Linked DNA regions of Mus musculus: regions 1, 2, 4, 5, 6 and 7 are each linked to region 3. Evidence: chromatin contacts called from public HiChIP or PLAC-seq and promoter capture Hi-C data. All regions are on one chromosome and are shown on one strand. The core of a region is the stretch at or near the end of the contact, and the rest is flanking DNA. Distances in the headings are between cores, read along the strand shown.

What was found. Promoter capture Hi-C pulls out the DNA fragments that hold promoters and counts their contacts. HiChIP or PLAC-seq counts read pairs in DNA pulled down with a chosen protein or histone mark.
Region 1: a contact with region 3 is called in an H3K4me3 HiChIP or PLAC-seq map of forebrain, with 4 times the contacts expected there. The contact joins the enhancer-like site here to the promoter of Arhgap20 in region 3. A contact is called at or near these places in 8 of 39 promoter capture datasets (the 3T3-L1 cell line, 3T3-L1-derived adipocytes, embryonic stem cells and 3 more), 1 of 15 datasets of contacts at CTCF or cohesin (the NIH/3T3 cell line), 4 of 484 Hi-C or Micro-C datasets (cerebellum, cerebral cortex, cortical neurons and 1 more) and 7 of 115 datasets of contacts at active chromatin or transcription factors (the SCID.adh cell line, SST interneurons, embryonic forebrain and 4 more).
Region 2: an H3K4me3 HiChIP or PLAC-seq map of the SCID.adh cell line shows a contact between it and region 3, with 18 read pairs. The contact joins the enhancer-like site here to the promoter of Arhgap20 in region 3. A contact is called at or near these places in 7 of 39 promoter capture datasets (the 3T3-L1 cell line, 3T3-L1-derived adipocytes, the HPC-7 cell line and 2 more), 1 of 484 Hi-C or Micro-C datasets (uterus), 5 of 115 datasets of contacts at active chromatin or transcription factors (the SCID.adh cell line, SST interneurons, VIP interneurons and 2 more) and 2 of 9 other capture datasets (adipose tissue and liver).
Region 4: an H3K4me3 HiChIP or PLAC-seq map of forebrain shows a contact between it and region 3, with 8 times the contacts expected there. The contact joins the enhancer-like site here to the promoter of Arhgap20 in region 3. A contact is called at or near these places in 8 of 39 promoter capture datasets (the 3T3-L1 cell line, 3T3-L1-derived adipocytes, cranial neural crest and 3 more), 2 of 484 Hi-C or Micro-C datasets (both in cortical neurons) and 10 of 115 datasets of contacts at active chromatin or transcription factors (the SCID.adh cell line, embryonic basal ganglia, embryonic forebrain and 5 more).
Region 5: a contact with region 3 is called in an H3K4me3 HiChIP or PLAC-seq map of neural tube, with 3 times the contacts expected there. The contact joins the enhancer-like site here to the promoter of Arhgap20 in region 3. A contact is called at or near these places in 3 of 39 promoter capture datasets (cranial neural crest, frontonasal cranial neural crest and neural stem cells), 11 of 115 datasets of contacts at active chromatin or transcription factors (the SCID.adh cell line, SST interneurons, VIP interneurons and 8 more) and 1 of 9 other capture datasets (liver).
Region 6: a contact with region 3 is called in a promoter capture Hi-C map of stem cell-derived epiblast-like cells, with 9 times the contacts expected there. The contact joins the promoter of Colca2 here to the promoter of Arhgap20 in region 3. A contact is called at or near these places in 14 of 39 promoter capture datasets (the 3T3-L1 cell line, 3T3-L1-derived adipocytes, cranial neural crest and 5 more), 2 of 484 Hi-C or Micro-C datasets (cortical neurons and embryonic stem cells), 9 of 115 datasets of contacts at active chromatin or transcription factors (SST interneurons, embryonic basal ganglia, embryonic forebrain and 3 more) and 2 of 9 other capture datasets (adipose tissue and liver).
Region 7: an H3K4me3 HiChIP or PLAC-seq map of the SCID.adh cell line shows a contact between it and region 3, with 14 read pairs. The contact joins the enhancer-like site here to the promoter of Arhgap20 in region 3. A contact is called at or near these places in 4 of 39 promoter capture datasets (the 3T3-L1 cell line, hippocampal neurons and liver), 10 of 484 Hi-C or Micro-C datasets (the 3T3-L1 cell line, the HL-1 cell line, adipose-derived mesenchymal stem cells and 6 more), 9 of 115 datasets of contacts at active chromatin or transcription factors (the SCID.adh cell line, craniofacial prominence, embryonic forebrain and 6 more) and 3 of 9 other capture datasets (adipose tissue, liver and macrophages).

What each region holds. Positions count from the first base shown.
Region 1 is chr9:51,440,056-51,443,443 of GRCm38.p6, forward strand. No RefSeq gene overlaps it. Among named protein-coding and RNA genes, the nearest start is that of 1810046K07Rik, 110 kb to the left of the region's middle. Within about 2 kb of position 1,901, at least 25 of the 459 cell types and tissues checked have an H3K27ac peak or open chromatin away from gene starts, as enhancers often do. A contact at or near this core is called in SST interneurons, cortical neurons, forebrain and 1 more, where this site is marked.
Region 2 is chr9:51,464,946-51,468,020 of GRCm38.p6, forward strand. No RefSeq gene overlaps it. Among named protein-coding and RNA genes, the nearest start is that of 1810046K07Rik, 140 kb to the left of the region's middle. Within about 2 kb of position 1,711, at least 4 of the 459 cell types and tissues checked have an H3K27ac peak or open chromatin away from gene starts, as enhancers often do. A contact at or near this core is called in the SCID.adh cell line, where this site is marked.
Region 3 is chr9:51,763,931-51,767,220 of GRCm38.p6, forward strand. It overlaps Arhgap20 (Rho GTPase activating protein 20), which reads left to right and starts at 1,421. Exons shown (of 15, transcript NM_175535.4): 1 at 1,421-1,681. The coding sequence starts at 1,577. Gm40520 (a long non-coding RNA gene) reads right to left here and starts at 1,498. Exons shown (of 3, transcript XR_870739.3): 1 at 671-1,498.
Region 4 is chr9:51,303,706-51,306,628 of GRCm38.p6, forward strand. The region is part of intron 2 of 1810046K07Rik (RIKEN cDNA 1810046K07 gene); the gene reads right to left. Among named protein-coding and RNA genes, the nearest start is that of Gm39338, 7.9 kb to the right of the region's middle. Within about 2 kb of position 1,591, at least 19 of the 459 cell types and tissues checked have an H3K27ac peak or open chromatin away from gene starts, as enhancers often do. A contact at or near this core is called in cortical neurons, forebrain and hippocampal neurons, where this site is marked.
Region 5 is chr9:51,362,554-51,365,526 of GRCm38.p6, forward strand. The region is part of intron 1 of Gm39338 (a long non-coding RNA gene); the gene reads left to right. Among named protein-coding and RNA genes, the nearest start is that of 1810046K07Rik, 35 kb to the left of the region's middle. Within about 2 kb of position 1,683, at least 6 of the 459 cell types and tissues checked have an H3K27ac peak or open chromatin away from gene starts, as enhancers often do. A contact at or near this core is called in neural tube, where this site is marked.
Region 6 is chr9:51,277,074-51,280,104 of GRCm38.p6, forward strand. It overlaps Colca2 (COLCA2 homolog), which reads right to left and starts at 1,481. Exons shown (of 5, transcript NM_001195681.1): 1 at 1,267-1,481; 2 at 523-617. The coding sequence starts at 582. Gm32819 (a long non-coding RNA gene) reads left to right here. Exons shown (of 9, transcript XR_003948163.1): 2 at 1-166; 3 at 278-319; 4 at 465-3,031.
Region 7 is chr9:51,398,098-51,400,997 of GRCm38.p6, forward strand. No RefSeq gene overlaps it. Among named protein-coding and RNA genes, the nearest start is that of 1810046K07Rik, 71 kb to the left of the region's middle. Within about 2 kb of position 1,449, at least 35 of the 459 cell types and tissues checked have an H3K27ac peak or open chromatin away from gene starts, as enhancers often do. A contact at or near this core is called in the SCID.adh cell line, adipose tissue, beige adipocytes and 2 more, where this site is marked.

The sequences.
Region 1 (3,388 bases), core at 651-3,150, 320 kb before region 3:
GATCCTCTTGTCTCTCTATCCTCAACACTAGGATTCCAGGCACATGCAGCTTCACCCTTCTGTAGGGAGCTCCAGACCTGGCTCAGGTTCTCATGCTGTGTGATACTCTACCCACTGAGCCATCTTCCTGTCCAAGACCTCATTCTAATGAAGATTATTCCATGAGTTTATAGAAGCACCACCATTGGAGCTCTCAGATGGGGATCTGTAAGTTGTCCCAAGGTTTTCTCTATAGCTGCTCTTCATTCCTCCCTTAGATCCTGGACCTCTGCAGTCTATCCATCCATCCATCCATCCACTGTGGGTCATCTGTCAACAAGACCCTTGCGGAGGAGACAGCATAGCTTCCTGTTCCACCTGATGCACGGGATACTCTCTCTCCCTCCCAAGTTGGAGGTAATGTAGTCAGTTGAGGGTGGCCCCTTCTCTCTTCCATCTTCTGAGAAAGTTTCTGGGCCCAAAATTTCATTACCCATGTCTCCAGCCTTCAGGAGATGCACATAGATCTTCAAGTAGTATCTGAACATCTCTAGTCTCACTTGATTAGAGTGAGGAGAGAATCCTTCCCCTCACTGCCTCTCTACAGATGGTGGAGTGAAGCAAACTAAACAAACACCTTGATAGCTCTCTGAAGACAGTGCTCTGATACTTGTACATTGAAGAGCTGGATGTCTGGGTGCAACTAAGGGCTGCTTTTCAGTGTTGAGATGGTCTGATAGAAATATTCAAGGGTGATTCCTACTTCTTACTTTTGTGTGGTCCCCTCTTTAGGTGTGTGTGTGTGTGTGTGTGTGTGTGTGTGTGTGTGTGTGTGTGTGTGTGATGGCTTGTATATGCTCAGCCCAGGGAATAACATTATTAGAAGGTGTGGCCTTGTTGGAGTAGGTGTTTCACTGTGGGTGTGGGCTATAAGACCCTCATCCTAACTGCCTGGAAGTAAGTCTTCCACTATCAGCCTTCAAATGAAGATGTAGAACTCTCAGCTCTGCCTGTACCATGCCTGCCTGGATGCTGCATGCTCCCACCTTGATAATGGACTGAGCCTCTGAACCTGTAAGCCAGCCCCAATTAACTGTTGTCTTTTATAAAAGTTGCTTTGGTCTTGGTGTCTCTTCACAGAAGTAAAACCCTAACTAAGGCAGGAGGAAAACACACATGTATTTAACAACAGATTATATTTTAACAATATAAAATGTCAAAAATGACATCTAAAAGTAATTAATATGCTAACACAGTAAAAAATAACAGATGATGTCAATAATTTTGAAAGTACCTTAACTTAGATTATAATTGACAAAAATCATGTAAAACCATTCTCTAAAGGATCATTCAGCCAAAATTTAGTAAAATGTTAAAAATATAATAGAAAAAAATTGGTATATGCATGTGTGTGATAAAATATTGCTCAAGTATGGAAATCTGTAATGTAAAGAGATTCACTGCAAAACTGACACAAAATTGTGTTCTTACCTTTAGTAGCAGTATTTATCAGAACGAAGTGCCTGCTAATATCTAGATGTGCACTGTCACAATTCTGTTCCATGTCTGTAAATAGAATAGCACCAAATTCATCACTGAACGTTATGTTGTGAAATTGCATTTTTATTTTATTGCCTTGTACTTCTCTATGTTTTCCATTTGTGCATTAAAAAAAAAACCCAGTAATGGAAAGGCTGTGAGTCCTTACTTTCACTGTTACTGTCAGATCAGGCTGACTGGAGGCTCTCAATGAGCCAGGCTAGCTGAGAGAGCAACACAAATCCTCTTCCAGTCCATCACTAGTTAATGAGGTGTAGGAATGGTGGGTAGTTAAAAACAAACAAGGGAACTGAGACTGCATAGAAGATAGTAAGGGTCACATGAGGAGAGTGCTTTAAAGAAGACAGCCTGGCTTCCCACTGAGATTCTGCAAACTGCTGTATGTTTGAGTTCCCCCACGAGAGCCCTGCTGCTTAGCAACTACCACATAAAGTCATCTTTCTCGTCTTAAAAAAAAAAAGAAAAAAGAAAAAAGGAAAAAAAATTCCAGGCTATGCATGACTTAAATGAAGATGTTCTAGTTCACTGGAGCCTGGGGAGCAATCTACTTGTAGCTGTCTTTGGCATTTGTGCCAGGCACATCAGCAAGTGGAATGAAGATGCTGTGTACGCCCCGTGTCTTCATCTCCAGCATGTGGCAGAGTGCAATGAACGGAACAGCTGTTCTCCCCAGGACTCATTTCTGCTCTCTTGCAGAAGCAAGTGCTCTTCACAGAGAAAATGCCATGCAGAACAGTTTTGGACTCAGTGACTCTGGCCAATTTTTCATTGTGACAGCTAAGAGTAGAATAAGTGTGTGTGTGTGTGTGTGTGTGTGTGTGTGTGTGTGTGAGTGGAAAGGCAACAGAGTAGCATTTGGGCTTATTACAAGGCATCCCCACCCCACCCCAGGATTATTTTTCTGTTTGTCTCCAGAGTGAATCATTGTAGCAACTTTTTCAAAGCAAGCTCTAAATAATGCCTTCCTTTTATTATCGGTCTAGTCCCAATGAGTAGATATATCCAATAGAAATAAGGAAGACACCAGAGCCTTCCCATCCTTCACATCTACTCTCTGTGTGCATATCCACCCATGCTGTGGTTTTTCTTTTCCATTTTTATTTGTGTGTGGTGTGCATGAACATGTATTTGTATGTGTGAGGGCACATTATATGTATGTACACATGCAAGTATGTATGCATGCACATGCAGATGTTTGAGATTGATGTCCGGCACTAGTCTTAATTGCTCTTGTACCTTAGTCATTGAGGGGTGGTCTTTCCTTTTGCTAAACTGTTTTCCTCTTTGAGTTCTCATCCATTTATATAGTAGATTTTAATTATTTTGCCCCCATCCTTTTCTCTCATCTCTACTTGTCTCAATAAGCCCCCTTCATGTTTGCATGTCTTTGTTTAATATGTGGTCCCCTGACTTAATTAGTTTTTCTCACCTGAGCACATATGAAAGGTTATTCGCCAGGTCAGGGCAACTTGCTAGTAGCTACATCACTAGAGAAAGTAACTCTTTGAATCAGACCCATAGCTCATTCATAGATAGGGTTAGTCTCCCTAGCCAGCCCCTTTGGAGGTCTCCCTGCTTCTGCCTTCTAAAGCTGGAATTACAGGAAAAGCTGCCTTTCCTACCTGGTATTTATGTCACAGTGATTGTGCCTGATGTTTCTTTTGGAAGGGGACATGTTTCCAAGGTAGTTTCATAGGACTTTAAAGGGTAGTTCACTGTAATTGGGAATCAGTTCCCCTACTTGGAAAATGTGCAGACATACAAGAAACCCACGGAGAATTACCTCCCAATTGCCACTCATTTTAGCTGGACTTGGATATTAGTGTTTAAAAGTGATCTGAGGGCTGGG
Region 2 (3,075 bases), core at 461-2,960, 300 kb before region 3:
TGTAATCGGGGAAGGCAGAGCACATGGAGTGAAGAACTACCCTTGGCACATGCGCAGATTATTTGTTTACCACTTAGAACACAGGATGTCAGCGCCATCTTGCAACGGCGAATGTGAGGGCGGCTCCCTATACTTGGGAGGCTATGACAGGAGACCAACTTAAACTATATATGGAGATTCTGTGTGCCTCCAGCACCCAGCAAAAAGCATCTTTCTTGTTATCAGAGAGCATAGCCACAGAACAGTTTCTGAGGAAGAGGTTAATACTTCCATTGTGAGGCTGCTTTTGCAAATGTGTCCCCTTAGTTTGTGGCTGTGCCCAGATGAGTTTGAGACACCCCCCTTGTTCTGATACAAGGATCACAACCTGCTTTCATTCAAGAGTAGGCATTATGGACTAAAACATAGGACCCCTTCCCTTGTCTAGAGTTTAGTTTTTGTTAAGCTGGAAAAACTCATCTAAGATGATCATTTTGGGTAGCCAATTCATATTATTTAGAAAATAAAACATACTCATTTGTAAAGTCCAGGGTTCGATCTATATTAGTCAAATTATATTTGTTGATTATAATGTGAACTTTATACATTGTTATAATTTTCTTATCTGCCTCTTCTTTCTGAGAGTTCATTTAAATCAGTATAGCTGCACATTTGTAAATTTCTTCATGTAGTATGTCAATATTTTGCTTGTTTACTTTTTAGTTCCTGGAATATTGATTGATTGATTGATTGAGGAAGGGAAAGAGTCTTGCTTTGTAGACCTGGCAAACCTGGTACTTGCTATGTAGGCTAGACTGGTCTTAAACTTAGGGCAATCCTTTTGTCTTTGCTTCCTGAATGATGTTGGGAATACAAGTATGTGTTACCATACTTAGCTACTTTGGTGTGTGTGTGTATGCTTAGATCTTTCTAGTGGAATATTAATTTGTTATTATATGGTTTCCCTCTCTAGGTTAAGCTATGCTTAGTTAATTGGTTAGAACTTAATAATTTCAGCTGGATTCTATTTTAAATTCTAATATTACCTAAATATGTAGTGTAAAAACCAGTTTCTTTAGTTTTCCCTTTTATCCACCCAGTATTTTTGACCATTCAAATCTAAAAACTAACTTAGTTGATCACCTGGAATACAAATTAGTTTTGATTTTGTATTTGATATAGGAAGTAATACCTTAGTTATCAGAACAGTGAAATGGCCAGGGAGAGAGAGTCAAAGGGGCCAGTTCACTAAGAAGATAAACAGTCCTAATATTTATCTCCTAACAGTAGAGTCCACGAGGCAGAACAGAGAGAAATGTAGAGGAAATAGACAAGTCTATGACTGTCATCAGATATATTAAACTCCTCTGTCAGAGGCAGCTCAGTCTTCATGGCTAACCTCACAGGGAGAGCTGTGCCTAATCAGGCAGAGACTTGATGTGCCGGGGTGGAGAGATACCCAGAGCCCCCCCCCCCCAACCCTCTCAGAGGAGAAGGGGAGAGCCTTTGGGATGTAAATAAATAAATGAATTAATTTTTGAAAACTCATTTCTCAGCAGCTGACAGTTACGGTGACATCAAATCAGGAGAGATGAGCTGTATTTATCAGAACCACTGCCCAGCCATATCTAACTGACATCCGCATGTGACTCCTTCAAACAGCAATGAGGCACACAGGACTGCTTGTGTTCACACCACCAAAGTGGACTGATTCTGAGAATGCACCTCCCACTGAAAGAACAGAAGTCAGACAGTGTGCACGCCGTCCAACCACAATAGATTTAAGATATCAACCAAACTCAGAGTCATGGCTGGAAAATACCACAGTACTGCAATTATGCAAGACATTTCTAAGTAATACACAGGTCAAAAAATCTCTGAGAAGTGGTTTTGATCAGATTTGAAGTAAAAGTGAAAATATAGCTTATCAGAATGGATAGGACAGAGAGAGAGCAGCTCTTAGCAGGAATCGTAGAATTGAATGTGCACGTTAGGAAAGGGAACAAGTTAACGTCGGCGACTGAGCTGTTGCCATATGCAGCTAGACAAAGAGCAAGTTAAATCCAAAGGAAGCTTTAAGGAAGGAAGTGTCAAAACAAAATGAAAATAACAAACAAACCAAAACCAGAAACAAATAAAACAGAAAATAGAAAAATAATAAGTTCAGCAAAATCAAACACTGAGGCTTAGAACAGGTCTGTAACATTGGTAAATCCTAACCAGACTAAGAAAAAAGAGAAACAAGTTACTCATGTGAAAGATGATGAGGAGGGGGAAAAGAGGGTCAGAATCAGGTATGGGAGGAGATGGAGGAGATGTACAGAGGGTCAAGAAATTGAACAGAGGTGTATAGCAATGGGAGATGGAGAACTGGGGGTAGCAACCAGAAAGTCTCAAATGCTTGGAAAGCAAGAGCCTCCCAGGCCACCATGGGGATAACATTATCTGAAATACCCGACAAAGGAGAAGGAGAACCTGTTGAGACCATATCTAGAGGTTAGACATGGCCTCCTGGTTGAGGGATGGGGCCACCCACCCATCTCCAAAATTTTAACCCAGAATTGCTCTGGTCTAAAGGAAATGCAGGGACAAAGAGTGGAATAGAGACTGACGGAAAGGCCATCCAAAGACTTCCCCACCTGGATATCCATCCCACATGCAGATACCAAACCCAGACACAATTGCTAATGCCAGGAAATGCTTGCTGACAGGAGCCTGATACAGCTGTCTTCTGAGAGGCTCTGCCAGATCCGCACCAATACAGATGTGATGTTCCCAGCCAGTCATCGGACTGAACACAGGGACCCCAGTGGAGGAGTTAGAGGAAGGACTGAAGGAGCTGAAGGGGCCTTATCTGGTATCAATGGCAGGGGAGGCCCTTGATCCCGTGAAGGCTTGATGCCCCAGTGTAGAGGAATGCTAGAAGCAGGGTAAGGGGGGATGAAGTAGGGGGGTTGCAGAAGGGAAACCGGGAAAGGGGATAACATTTGAAATGTAAACAAAATATCCAATTAAAAAATAAAACAGATCTCTGCCCCTCTTTAAGCTATTGACTCATTAGAAGCATTAAAAGTCTAGTAGAAGAGACTAAACTAC
Region 3 (3,290 bases), core at 171-2,670:
AATTAAGAGATTAAGGCACCTGGGGGTGGTTCCAAGTGAATGAACAGAACTGCAAAGCCCTCTTTAAGCACAACCTATAAATTAGTGGGTGAAAGCCCTTCTCTGCACGAGGACCACAGCTGTAGCACCCCTGATTCACAGATGTATATACATATATATGAGATTTATTAAGCTTCCTTTTAACAATGTAGTGTGATGTGACTAAAATTAGCCTTATATTTCCACAACAAACAATCTTAGGTTTGGATGATTGTGTAGGTGTGTCTTTGTGGGTGTGTGTTGGACAGCATCCCCTAGCTTGGAACACTGCCCACCTGAGTTCTGTTCCTTATAACCTGCCCCAATAGCCGCCCAAACTGCAAGAAACCTCTTTTTCTTTTTTTCTTTTCTTTCCTTTCCTTTTCTCCCCCTTTCTTTTCTTTTCTTTTCTTTTTTCCTTGTCACAAAAATAAGCAGAATCCGTAACCATCTCGCAATCACGGAGTGATATCCTTAGTGATTTTTTTTTCACACTAGTTCTGATTCCAAGGGAAGAATGCCACCTACTGTATCATTTACACCAGCAGCCAGCCCTGCAAAGTGCGAACACTACTTAACCCTGGTCTGTTCCAACTGCCCTTTGATTATTATTTAGTCCAAAAAAGAGGGAGGGGTCACTATTTGGACTTACAGGAAGTTAGGTTCTGAGCTCGCGATATCAGATCAACGCTTCCACATATTGTTGCCTTCTCATAGATACTATGCCAAGTTTCAACCTCCTTTCTGCCTGCATTTTCCTCTTAATTGCGCTTTCTCCTTCAGAATGCAGGGTCCCTGCAGCTTGCTGCCTGCGAAGCTGGTGGTGCAGACATGCAAGGTTGCTTGTCCATGCTTGCTCCCTGTGACTGCAAAGCAACAGCTCTGGGTTACCCTGACAGGCTTAGCTAGCAAGCGTTCGATATTGCCCCCGAAGTCCGGCGATGCCACCAGGGCTTCCAAATTTGTCTAACTCCTTCTTCAGCGGAGCGGGGACCGGGTTGGGGGTGGGGGTGGGGTCCCTTCCGCAGTCCGCGAAAGCGAGGCTAGGCTGGCGGCCCCTGCACCACCTTCGAGCGAGCCGCGCTCGCTGAGGCTCCCGCGCTGCAGCTGCGCGGGAAGGGACGCTGGCGGGAGCGAGCGGACAGGCGCGCGGAGCTGCACCGGAGGCAGTGGTGCGTGGTGCACGGCGCGTGGCGCGCGGCAGCGAAAGCTTCGTACCCGCGGAGGCACCTCGCAAGGTTAGTGGCTTCGGTAGCGCCAAGCGCTGAGAGCTCGCTCCCGGCAGTGTGCACGGGCGGCGCGGGGAGGGCGGAGGAGGCGGGGCGGACGCGGAGAGGCGGGGCGGGCCGGGGCGGGGCTACGTGGACGGGCGGCCGCCCGGAGCGCTTGCTGCAGCCTGAGCAGAGTGCGGCGAGCGCGACGAGCGCGGCGCGGGCGGCGGTCCATGGCCCCGACGGGAGGCGCGCCGCCCGCACCCGCAGCTCGGCGTCCGGCCTGAGCGGACCGCGCCGCGCAGCCACCCGGTCCTCGGCTTGGGCTTAGCTTGCAGATCTTCTTCATGGAAGCGATGTCTCCGCAGCAGGATGCTCTAGGGGCGCAGCCGGGGCGCTCCTCCTCGCTGACAGGCATGTCTCGCATCGCGGGAGGCCCTGGCACCAAGAAGGTGAGGACGCCCGAGCGGGAGGGCCCCTCCATGGGCTCGCGCCTTCCACGGGTGCCTGGTGCTGAGAGGGGTTAACGGTCCCCGCGTGGGGTGGGAGGGTCACCTCCCGGGATCCCCGCTGTCTTCTCTGGTGGAAACGGTCTCGGAGAAGCCCGTTGCCTCTCCATCTCTGACCCGGGGAGTGCCTCCCTGCGAGCCTCCCGAGGTAGTCTTAACCCGACAGCCTGAGGAAGGTAGGCGGCCCCGGAGGGGAGGGATGATGCGCCCACCCAAGGCCTCCAGGGGATGTCGGAGATGGGTGCCGTGGGCTACACTGTGGGATCCGGAGGTTTGACTCGGCCTAGATCTAGGCTGGCTGGCGGTGGGCGGGCAGTTTCCGGAGGTCCCAGCGGGGCATGGGGGGCTTGGCTCAGAACCACCCCCTGAGAAGGGACGTTTGCATTTGCCTGTGGGGGCGGCGCCCTTGTTCCCTGACACCCGAAGGACTGATCCGGGTAACTACTTGTAGCTTTTGCTGGTGATTGACTGGTCCACGGTGCAGCGGGAGGATTTCGATAGAGGTCAGGAGTCTGCAATAGGTCCCGGAGCAAGTGCACGTGGGCCGCGAGCTTCTGAGCTCCTGGGAATTGATTTGGGTGCTGTAGCCATGGGTGCCCCCTTCCCTTCCTCCAGCACTAAACCTTCAGATATTTGGCCATATTTGTTCCTTACAGTGGTGTCGCCTTCTCCAGCTTCTGTGGAAACAAGTTGGGATGAGAGCTCATTCTAGTTCTTCCCTAACAAATAATGTGAAAACGTTGCATTACTATAATTAGAGACTCACAGGGATACACTGGCTCCCTGCATGTCCGGATTTTATGGCTTTTCATTAATCTTCCCACTAGAATGGTGGCTTGGCTGGAGGTGAAAGAAGAGAGGTGATAGCTGTATAGAAATGTATGTGAGCTCCCAAGGACCTTGGGCCTGTCACAGAGCCCTCTATGGGTGTCTGTGAACTTGATGGATGGGCAGTAGTGGCGGCTCAGCCTTTGATGTATGGAGGCTGATGTTTGCCCTTGTGGGTTTTTTCACCCTTCAGAGACAGTGTGTGTGAGTGTGTGTGCGCGCGCGCGCGTGCGTGTGTGTGTGTGTGCGCGCGCGCGCGCGCGCTGTATGTGGTGTGTGTGTGTGTGTGTGTGTGTGTGTGTGTGTGTGTGTGTGTTCCAGTTTTTCCAAATAAAACGTGAAATTGTCAGGATGTCATTCTTAATTTAGGATGGTAGAGGAACATTAGGCAATTGGCAGAGATTTAAAGCGTTTTGGTTTTGTAAACCTAAGGAATTGGAGAGAATCAAGCATTTGTTTTCCTAAAGACTGTGGCCCCGCCCCGCGACTGATTATGCTAGCAAGGGGCGGAGGGGAGGGGAGGGGAGGGGAGGGAGCCTTAAAGAGTAGCTTTATCATTTTCAAGCCGCACTTGTCCCATAAAGGAAGGGAGGCTGTGTCCTTTTTCCTATGCTCTGTTCTCTGGGCACAGCCACTATCTCTAGGATGGTGTCCTTCGTTATAAAACATAAAGAGCTAGTACATTTCCACATCCATCTCTACTCCCCCAAGATTTTTGAGAAAA
Region 4 (2,923 bases), core at 341-2,840, 460 kb before region 3:
CAGCCTGGGTTCTCATCTAGATCTGTTTCATCACAACTTGGTGTAGATAGAGAAGTGAGGACACAGAGGAGAGTTGGGGTGACTGACTGTCTTGTGAGAATGGGACTTGGTATACCATCATATAGACGGTACCCGAATCTAGTCTGAAAAGATGACAGGAAATCATCAAGCAGGTTGGAGGAGGATGTGCCACTGAAGAGAAAACCAAGGCTGGGGATGTTTGCAACAGTGTGTCTGAGAGGTGGGAAGGCAAACAGGAAGTGCAAAGACAGGGAATGACAACGAGGGAGGAGCTTGAGGAAGACACAGGAGCTCAGTTATAAAGGGATTGGGCTGTGCTAAGGGCTTGGACTTTGTCCACCAATGGGCATTGAGTCTTTAGAGTCTCTGTGGTGTAGCCACGATGAAAGTGCTATTCTAGAACACGGTCTCTGATGGTGAAGCCATGGGTCTGGAGTTGTTGGCAGAGCTAGTGGCAGCTGCTGGAAGTCCAGTGGAGACCTGATGATAAGGGTCTGTCTGGCAGAGTGTCAGGAGGCTGGCAGGTGATACCTCTGTCTGCGTCTGTTTGTCATCCTTCTAGTAGCTGTATGAGGATAGCTGATTCATGCCTCTAGGTGCCGAGAGCTGTTCTGGCCACATGTCCTGGCCACTGTACAGTTCCCAGGGCCTTTTCTCTTTTGCTCACCATTGACTACTTTCACACTGACACTGGTGTATGGAGAGACTACCACATCTCCCCATCCCACACTACAAAATCGAAAGACCCGTACATTCTTCCATGATCTAATTTAATGGTGCACTGTGCAGGGCTGATCCTATGGTCAGTAATTATGTTTCATTGAGGAATGAATGGTGAAACATCCTTATGAGCACTTACTTTATATTTACGAAACCTCACTCTGTGTGGGGAGTCTTCACACTTGGTAACCTAGGCAACCGTAGGGACTACATCATTGAATATGTAGAAGGAATGATTGATTAAAGCTTTCAAAAGCACAGAGGAGGAGTGAAGAGCAAAAGCCATGTTCAAATTCTGAGGGAAAGGAACTTATTATGGAAACACAGATTTACTTTGTAATCACCTGTGTAACTATATGTGGTACAATTTGAAGTCAGTTAAACTGTTGTATCAACTTAGGTTCTATCCAATGGTTGCAACAAACATCTGTAAGAATGTATGTGAAACTGAACTTAGCGGTACAGTGTGGGGAGACTTCCACAGATATCTACTGTATAGTCTTTATACTTCCTACTGTGTATTCTCTTTGGCAGTTACACAATGGGTTGCCTTTGTAATTAAGGCAACTAATTAATATTAAATCAACATTACTATTAATATTAAAATGGATGTCATCTTTATACCTTTATGGTTAATTTCTCATTTGATAAAAAATATGATTCCAAATGTCTTCAATTTCTGAGCCATGAGCTATTTTATGTCCCTTGGAAAGCTCACACGATGACAGAATTCCAATTTTTTGACAGTTTCTTAAAAATTTTATTTTAACAGCTCTGCTGCTTGGCACAAAATTATGTCCAGGCTGTGTCTGTGAGAAAGTGATTGCTGTTGCCTAAGTTACGAAATGAAACATATTTTTATGCTCCTGGCTCTTGGTGTGCCTTTGAAATGCTGCTTGTATTTATGCAGCTAGGTTAGAGCAAGGGGAGCCACTGGGAAGCCTTTTGGCCAGCGAAGAGATTGCAGAACTGCAGCCCCACCAGATGGACCAGCCAGGGTTGTTTTGCTGTAAAACCTGATTATTTTTGCAAGCTGCATGAAAGAATTCTCCACCAGGAAGGATTTTAAATTTCATGACATTTAAAAAGAAAATTCCACAGAACCAATAGAACAGCTGAGAAAATAAGTTCCCTATGAAAGGCTTGCTCTTATTATTATTTAAAAATTTTCTGCAATTGTGCAGGAGCAGGTGGCTGGGTGGGGACCACGGAAAACTCAGGAAGTGTGGTTCAGTTCTCCAAACAGGGCAGGACAGTGGGCTAATTAAAGTCAGACAATAGGCGGTCTGGAAAGCCTTAGAAAATAAAGCGTCCATTCAAATGAAGAGCAACCATAGAATGTGTGTCCCTAAATTCAAACAACGGCATTTTGCGTTTATGAGGCATCCAGTGCTACGAAAATGTTGTTTTATGTTTTTGGGAGGTGGGCAGGCTGGAGAGATGGCTCAGCAGTTAAGAGCACTGACTGCTCTTCCAGAGATACTGAGTTCAATTCCCAGCAACCACATGGTGGCTCACAACCATCTGTCATGGGGTCCAGTGTATTCTTCTGGCATGTGTCTGAAGACAGCTACAGTGTATTCATATAAATAAAAATAAATAAATCTTTAAAAAAGGAAATATTTATTATTATTGCTGTTATTATTATTATTTCTGGGCTCATGAAGGAACTTCCTTAGCGAGGCTGAGGAGCAACCTTCCAACCACCATGCCTTGAGAACAAGGAAAAGGTCTGGGGAAGATATTCTTCGATTAGATGTGAATTCCCTCTATTAAGAACTTGAAAACTAATGGGAAATAAGAAATGGATTGTTTTCTGTGGGAAATTTAGAAAAAAATAGTAAGGTAAAATGAAGTAAATGTATTAAAAATTCAAGCTTTCTCAGTGGCTTTAATAACCAAACAACCATGAGGTGTTTCTCAAAATATAAGAAAAAAATCACAGGGGAAAAATAAAAATATAAGAAAACATAAAACTCCCAAACGGTAGCAAACTATTAAATACACATTAGCATGTGGTGACAGTTCATTGTGCCTTAGGCAAACAAGATAATCTTACTGAAGCCAAAACTATTATAGGATTGGTTCCAACTATGAGAGTCGCAGAGGCGAACAATAAGTTTAATGGTTAATTTTAGGAAATCCATGCCACTCATGAGTATGTCAAAGCATGTCACTGACT
Region 5 (2,973 bases), core at 433-2,932, 400 kb before region 3:
CCTCGACTGTCCTTGTCTCTGACCTTGCTGACCTGAAGATAGACAAACAAAAAAGTGCACCAAATGAGAGAGAAATGCTAAGCACCTCAATTTGTTCACAATAAAATGATCACTATGCTTAGAAATACACACAATTAAAATAACTAATATAAATTATACCTTTAAAAAACCTTCCAATGCCTATTACATGTAAGAACAAATTAAGCAAGTTAGATAATGATGACTTGTTAGAACCCAGGAATGTGTCAATATAAATTTTTCTAAGTGTTAAAACTTTCACTGGACTTTATACTACTAGCCCAACAACTCTTTTTCCACTCCCTGCTCCGTGTTTCCCTTTAAAACTGTACTTAATATTCAAAATGCTATGCATTTCCTTTCTCTGTGTAGATGCTGTGGACAAGGACTGTGTTTTATTTGCTCAAAGGGGCCTAATATCAGAAGGAAAACATAGGTCCTTCCACCCTTCCGATCTCCTTTCTCTGCGGGATGAGAGGGTTATAAAGCTTGCCCAGGAAGCCTTGAGGCACTTCAAGGGTGGGAACAGCTGGATCTGTTTGTCTATCAAAGGAAAATGTAACCATAACATATGGGGGGGGGGTACAGTTTTCAAGATGGGGATGATTCTGAATCCGAATGACTTGTAGTCTTCAGTTTAAACTTCTGCAAATTCCTGTTGGTGGGGAGACTTGAATAATACAGTCGCTGATCTAAACCATCTGTCTTCAAAGATACTCAGCTTGTCTGAAGAGACTAAGTTATGGTCTACGAGGAAGGTTCCAACTGTACCTGAAGCCAGGTCTGTGGCCACATACAAATCGATCTTTAAGCTTTGGGAAATCTCCCAAGACACATGAGTTTTGGAAAAGTACCTAAAGCAAGCACACACTATATTTGAAAGAATACCAATTATTTATTGAGTGTTTATTATGCACAAGGAACAACATAAAGAGTTTAAGATGGTCTTTGCTTATATCCATTATCCAAATCCATTATCTCTTATCAGAAATGTAAGGCAATAATCATGAGCCTTACCTCTCTTTGTCTACTTGTATGTATTTGAATCTCTTCCTTAGCTCCTCAAGGCTCCATACTTAGGACTGTCCTTGGGCTACTTAGATGGGTGGCAGATGTACCTTGTTTCTTCAGAGACATTCCTCAGTTTCTTCTAGGGCTCAGTGTTCCTGGTTGGGTGTATGTACATCTTTATACAGGCTACATATCTTTTCCTGAATAATAAAACTCCATTATATATATAAATACATATATTTAAAATATAGTATATATTTAGGTATTATATATTTATCTAATATATAGTATTAATATAGTATATAAAATATATAAATAAAATGAATATATATATATATATATATATATATATATATATATATATGTAGTTCATGCTTCAAAAAGGGACATGTTTCATACTGTGGAACCCCAGTTGTTTCCCCTGAAGTGAGTTCCTTGTTCTTTTTTTTTTTTTTTGTCATCTAGAGTTTGTATCAGGAGGTGACCATTATTGTCACTATCTATTGTTCTCAGCTCTGAGACCTTGCATAGATTCCCACCCTGTGAGATGCGATGCAGTTACATTTGTGTTCTTTGTCATTCTCTGCACATATGCACACTGAAGTCTCCATTCACCCAATGCCACCAGAAACAAAGGAGGCTGAGCAAATTCGAGTGACTGTGAGTCTCAGTGCGTTCATTCAGAGGTCAATGGAGCACTAAAGCCTTTTGTTCTGTGTATGTGGCTGTGATTTCTTACGATGCCCCATTCAGACCTGTCTAGTCTCACCCTCTATTTCTCTCAGCATGCCTTCTTCCAAATCTAATAGTTTTCCAGACTTAGCCTGTTCCTCACAGTCTTCTTTAAGGGTCTTCCATTCAAATTGGCTTCCACTGGAATTCTCTTCATGTATTTTTGGGTTCTTGCAGCATATGTACTGTCCACCCAGCATTTAAGCTCCTCATCACATACTGTTCTTGTCCTTCTTTTGAATTACTGGCTTTTCATGAGAGGTCTTAGATATTGTATGTCTTGTCAATGGTAAGCTCTTTTCAAGACCCACCAATGAAACTACCCCTTTGCAAATTCTTCATTCCTTGTAATCATCCCTTGCTCACAAGAGACATTGAATAACTATATGTTGGATGGACTGGGTCACTTCTCTTAGCTTCTTTTTTTTTAATTAATTAATTTAATTATTTATTTTTATTACATGTTTTCCTCAATTACATTTCCAATGCTATCCCAAAAGTCCCCCATACCCCCCCCCCCACTTCCCTACCCACTCATTCCCATTTTTTTTTTTTTGGCCCTGGTGTTCCCCTGTACTGGGGCATATAAAGTTTGCATGTCCAATGGGCCTCTCTTTCCAGTGATGGCCGACTAGGCCATCTTTTGATACATATACAGCTAGAGTCAAGAGTTCCGGGGTACTGGTTAGTTCATAATGTTGTTCCACCTATAGGGTTGCAGATCCCTTTAGCTCCTTGGGTACTTTCTCTAGCTCCTCCATTGGGAGCCCTGTGATCCATCCAATAGCTGACTGTGAGCATCCATTTTCGTGGATGCTCACAGTCAGGCCCCGGCATAGTCTCACAAGAGACAGCTACATCTGGGTCCTTTCGATAAAATCTTGCTAGTGTATGCAATGGTGTCAGCGTTTGGAAGCTTATTATGGGGTGGATCCCTGGATATGGCAGTCTCTACATGGTCCATCCTTTCGTCTCAGCTCCAAACTTTGTCTCTGTAACTCCTTCCATGGGTGTTTTGTTCCCAATTCTAAGGAGGGGCATAGTGTCCACACTTCAGTCTTCATTCTTCTTGAGTTTCATGTGTTTAGCAAATTGTATCTTATATCTTGGGTATCCTAGGTTTTGGGCTAATATCCACTTATCAGTGAGTACATATTGTGTGAGTTCCTCAGAACTACCCTCACCAGACTCATTTTTTCCCTGTCTCTCTCT
Region 6 (3,031 bases), core at 231-2,730, 490 kb before region 3:
CACTTGGGTTATAAATGTGAGGTGTCAGAGTGTCTTATGACTACCCAGATCAGTTCTGTCATAGTTCTGTGTATTCCAGAGAGAGAGGCCTTTTCTTCCAGAGACTTCCAGTGACTGCTGGTTTTTCATATACATGACCTCAGAGCCTAAATTACAGAGAAACTAGGTGGGTTTCTGGGAGATAATTTTTTTTCAATGAGTTTGTTGGGGCTGTATCTATACTCTCTTAACACTATAAAAACATATTTAACCTGTTGGCTGCCTCTCTTCCTTGCAGAGGACCAAGAAGCCTTCCCCACTCAGCTATGAGCAGTGAGAGGTGAGCCTCCCACAGTCCTGAGCCCTACACCATGTCCCACAGGTTTTGGTGGCTGCCTATGGTGACCTGGGAAGTTGGGGACAGATGTAAGAATCCCTGAACAGGGCTGTGCTTATGGGTGGCCTCTGCATCTTCCCTGACACAGGGCTGAACGAAGCCTTCGATGGACTGGGAGGGACAGAGACGGAGAGGGTGGTGCTTACGTTTGCCCCTGAGGTGGCCTGGTGTGCCCTTCTTTGCTGCAGAAGCTCTTTCACGGTCATCTTCACACGGACGCCTTGATACACCTTAGGTTTTTCTGGGGAGAGGCAACAGGGTTAGTGGTCAGTTTCAAAGCTTGGGTGTCAAGGGGATACAGTGAGGGTTCCCTTGGTAAGGCTAGGATACCCAAGGCCAAGTTTCTACCTTTGCAGAACACACGAAGAGAATGAAAAAAGAAAAAGAAAAGAAAAAAAAAGAAGAAGAAGAAAAAGAAAGAAAAGATAACGTTAAAAAATACCCACATTTCTCAAACTAGAAAAGGTTAAGCACAGGCAGGTGCTTCAGGGTCCTAGTGGGAACAGTATCTGTGGGCATCTATGAAATTATTCATCCCTAGCTGGGCCCCATCCTCAGGACAGTACCAGCTGTTCTGCTCTGGAATGTGGAGGGAGGTCAAACAAGCCTGCTATTTTGGCTACGATATTAAATCTGGGGTTCCGGCTCAGCTTGTGGATCTGGGGTGCTCTCTGTTTCCAACTGATCTCGCGGACCTCACCATAATGTGAACAACAGCCCCTCTCCCCATGCCCCCCGCCCCACTGTATTCCTCTATCAATCCAGGCATGGCTTCTGGGGAAGTACAACCTTTATTTGTGGTGCCCTTGGTCTGGAAGCAAGCCCTGAAACAAGCGACAAGCTACAGGGGTCGGGGCAGTCAGTCTGTCCTGGCCCTGTTAAGGACTTACTGCACTGACCCCAGAAAAGGAGCCAAGATCGGGAAATAGTCTCCTGTCGGTCCTTTCTCTTTTTCAAAAATGTCTTTTCTTCCTCACCCCCTTCCTCCCTCTAGTCTCCGACTCTGTCGCTCTCTTCATCTCTTCCCACCCCCTCCCTTTCCGGTGCAGGCTTTTGGAGAACTGAGCTGTGGAGAGTTCTCCAGCAAGAGCTGCAGCTCTGGAGTAATGGCATCCCGAGGCTCCCTAGGACCGCGCAGTCGCCTAGAGGCAGCCCTCCGGAAGGGGCCGCCCCTGAGCCGGCAGAGCTGGGCCGGGAGACCTGGGAGAGCCCAAGTAGCCGGCTGTGCTAGGCGGGGGTCGGCTGGGAGGGACCGGTGACCGCCTGGGGTCCCGGCAGAGCGCAGTGAGTAGGTCTGACTGGTTGTTAGGCCAGGCTAGACCCGGCAGAGGCACTTTCCGAATAGAGTTTGACTTAGAAGCCCAGTGTGACTCCCACCCGACCTTGACCCTGGAGAGAGCGCTTATTAGAATCACGGGGAGGGGCGGAGCACAGTGGCCCCTGGCCTAGGCGTTTGGAGACAGTGCCAGGCCACCAGCGCCTCGCCTGGTTAGTGTAGGGACCGCGGCTGGACAGCAGGGAGACCCCCACCCACGAGCCAGATCCTGAAAGTTAGGATCCCTAAGGAAAGTTAGTGCGCTGTTCTTCCCGGTCCTGGGCATCGGTTTGTCTTGCTGCAGTGCCAGGACGCGCCCACTCCGCTCCAGTCTCCTTTCCTCCCATCCCCACTGTCTGGGTCGGCTCTGGGATCTGCAGGCAGCGCGGGCGCGCCTCGGGGTCCACGCGGGACCAGCCCCAGCCCAGTTCCCTGCCGGGTGCGTCCTGCTCCAGTCCAGGGCTCACCGTGAGCCTCTAGCTCCCCCGCGCCGCCGCTTCTGGGCTCACAAGGTCGGCGCCTCCAAATTCCCAGGACTCCAAGGTGGAAAAGTGAAAGGGCAGGCAGGGGCGTGGGGGACTCGATTGTCCGGAGTGGCCTTATGGGTCTCTGGGCCTCTGCTCTGGGGGGCAGTCACCCAGAGGGACCCGACACAGCGGGATCGCGTCCTCTCTGGATCCATGCCCGGCCCTGACTATTATTCCCTGACTTTGTGCCTCTCTGTTATACGCAGGAAAAGCAGAGGAAATACACTCGGATCCAAGTGCCCCTGGCCCTCATGACCCGACCCCTGGAAAAGCATCTGAGTTACCCGACATCCTGGTCAGCAGGAGCTGGGCTGGAGACTGGATGCTGCAGCTTCAGAGACTCAGCACCTAGGAAGGCTCCTGTGCAGGGAGAAAGGCAGAGATGCGACATTTTTAAAGTTTCACAAAACACGAGGCAGCACCCAGGTCCCTGGATCAGGAGACACACAGAATTAATGTTTTATACCTTCGGGTATAGGTTTGAGTTTTTTCCCCCTCATGCCAAGTATTTAAAACCTCTAGAAACCCATGATTTGACAATCAATGATTGCGCGATACTTTCAATTTGAATATTCAAAGGCTTAACAAAATGGACTATCTTCTGCAGAAATCCTGCACACAGGCACCTCACAGAGAGTCCAGAGAAACAGAGAGGGAGATCCCTTTGGGTCCTGACCCTTGCTTTTCTCCTATTTTAAACATTTTGTCCACCTGCCCACAGGCAGAGCAGGTGTCCTCAAAGATGCTCTATGTTAGTGCCTCAAAGGCTGCCCTGAAGTCCCCACTGACCTAGGCTGTTCCCTGTGGACCACC
Region 7 (2,900 bases), core at 199-2,698, 370 kb before region 3:
GGCAGAGGCTGAGCTGAGTCAGCACTGTGTTAAAGGGGTTTTGACATCTATGCCTCAATGTTAGTCTTCTGTTTAGAAGGCTTCTCTTGCCTACTTTCTAAACAATAAAGAGAAAGAGCTTAAAGCTCACATTAGCAGCACAATCTGTTAAGGTCTTGCTGTCACCAAATTCTCAAATATGGAAATGAAGTATAAGAAAAATGCAAAGGACCTAATGAATAGGGTTCTCAAAAGAAGAAACCCAGAGAGCCATGAAATGGTTTTAAAAGTGTTCAACATTGTTAGCCATCAGGGAAAGGCAAATAAAACTACTTTAAGATACCATCTCTCCCTAGACAGAATGGCCATCCTCAAGAAAACGAAGGACAACGATGCATTCAAGGATGTGGGGAAAGACAGACTTTATTTGAGACCACAGACTAGTACAGCTGCTATGAAAATCATTATGGAAGGGTCTAGAACTACCATGTGACCCAGTAATGTCCCCAAACACAATACAGCCTACCATGAGACACTTGCACACCCATGTTTACTGCTGCACTAGTCACAAGAGCAAGAAGATGGAATCATCTTCGATCTCCATCAAGAGATAAATGGGTGACTTCTGGTGGATAAGGAAGCTGTGGTGCATGTGGGCTGTGAGGTGCCTTTCAGAGGAAATACGTGTGTTTGATATGCTTCATTCTGTCTGGAGTTGTCTATGAGTCTAGTGGAAATGAATCAATAATATATTAGACATATTTGAACAAAAACACACACCAAACAAGCTTGTGTGTTTGTCTATTAATGAAAACCTGACTATGCCCTTGGAAGAAACTTACTATGCATTTTCACTAGAAGCAACAGTATCCATACCTGGTGGTACCGGGTAGTCTGTAACTCTGCATGTGGGCCCTTTGTAAAACGTAGCTCTAATGAAAATGTGAATTGAACCATAGTGTTAGTCATTTCTCATTTGTGGGGTTGCCAGGCATTTCATCAGACTTGTATGAGTAACTTGGGGTTCATGGGGATAGAGGCAGGAAACATTTCTCTAGAGAAGAGAAATCTGGCAGAGTAGGTCACCGGGAAAGAGCAGGAGGATGCGCTGTTGATGGCTTGATACACATTGTAGAGAACACCAGCTGAGCTTCCCTGCATCTGGAATACTATGCCTTTAAAGACCTAATTTTCATTCTTTCTTTTCAAGAGGAAAGTTTCTTGACTCAGTAGTACTTTGGAGATTTTATCCTGGGATCAGCGCTCTCTCTCTCTCTCTCTCTCTCTCTCTCTCTCTCTCTCTCTCTCTCTCTCTCTCCCCCTCTCTCTCCTTTCTATTAGAAAATCCCATCTGGGAAAGGGCAAGGGCAATGGATTGCTTCGGAGCTTGACGAGCATAGGGTTAAGATGTTTTGTGCTACTTTTATTAATACAGCTAAGCAAGGCCAGAAAGAGCCAATTTATTGACGTCAACCCCTTTAACCCCGATCTGCCCAAATGACTCAATCATTGACTGAGCTGGATCTTGTTTCCTCTGGGAATTCTAGGGGTGTTAGAATTAAATTACCACCACTCAAACATTTTGTACTTGTTGTTTTTGAAAGAAAACCTCATCCAAATGTCCTCTCCTCTCCTGGAGTAAAGCAAAGAGATCCTTGAACAAAACTCAGCTAGGTGGCTAAGAAGCTGTCCCCCACTAAGCCCTCCATCTTTTTAAAAGTATCTATTACTGAGAAACTGGCTCCTCAAGTTCTGACTTGCTCAGTGTTTAATTACCAGCAGTTTCTCCATCCTTTCCTGCTGGGTGCCAGACTCATTGGTTCATGCAGGATGGGGGTGGTACAGTGGCTTTGCAAGTGTTTTCTTGCTTCTTTGTTCTACATGCTCCTTAGTGGACTCTGGTCACTGAATTTTACCTCTTGTCTTTTATACTTTTATTCTTGGGGAAAATTACTAAGAGTGTCTGAAAATATAAATGGGTGCAACCATTTTTTTTTTTATTTTTACAACCAATGGGCAGTTTCAGTCAAAAATCTCAAATTCAGCAATTCCACTTCTAGAAATCTGTTCTACAAATGGGTGCACAAAGATGTAGACACAAAAATGCTCACGAAATGCTAGTTCTAATTTCAAAACAACAACAACAAAACCCCACAACCAACTTAGGAATTGTATGCAAAGTGCATTAGGGAGAAGAAAGCACATCTCTCTCCTGACCTTTTTTTTTTCTTTTTTCTTTTGACTAAATATGATAGATGAAATGCAGTTGTGCAATATTGAACAGTGTACAGGAAGGAAAAGAGTGTGTGCATCGTTCAAGTACCTAAAAGGCTAATGCTATTCTGTGGCCAATATGACCTTCAGGCCTATTGGAATTGGGTAGGACAGGTAGGAAGAAGAAATAGAGTTGGGAGTGGTTTTACATTTTAATTTTATATGTTTAGTTGATATCAATCATGCATGACTTGTATAATGCTATAAAATCAAATTTTTAATGTTTTTTATGTAGGGAATTTCTGTGGAGAGGCAAAGACCAAACCATCAAACACCCACTTATTGAGCCACCATGTTACTATGGTTGCTTATCTTGGGTACCAATTTTTAAATTGATGTATGTTATCTGAAGTCCAGAGATACCTCATGGATCATCTCTGTCCTGTGTGAACAGTCGGAGCCCTCTCCTTCCTCATCTCACTATAACCTAGAATCAGCACACCTCACAGCTGTTGACCATGAAAAATCTTAATGGCCAACACCAAAGTTGGCTAAACAAGCCACCCCTCTGTGTGTTTCCTTTCAGCTACACAATCCACAACTTGTTTGGGAAAGTCTAGTAGAGAAAGCTCACACCCCTAGACTTGAAGGCTTCAGCGTAGCCCTGTGTGGGTCCTTTTGCTCCTGTGCACCTCTCCTTTTGACTG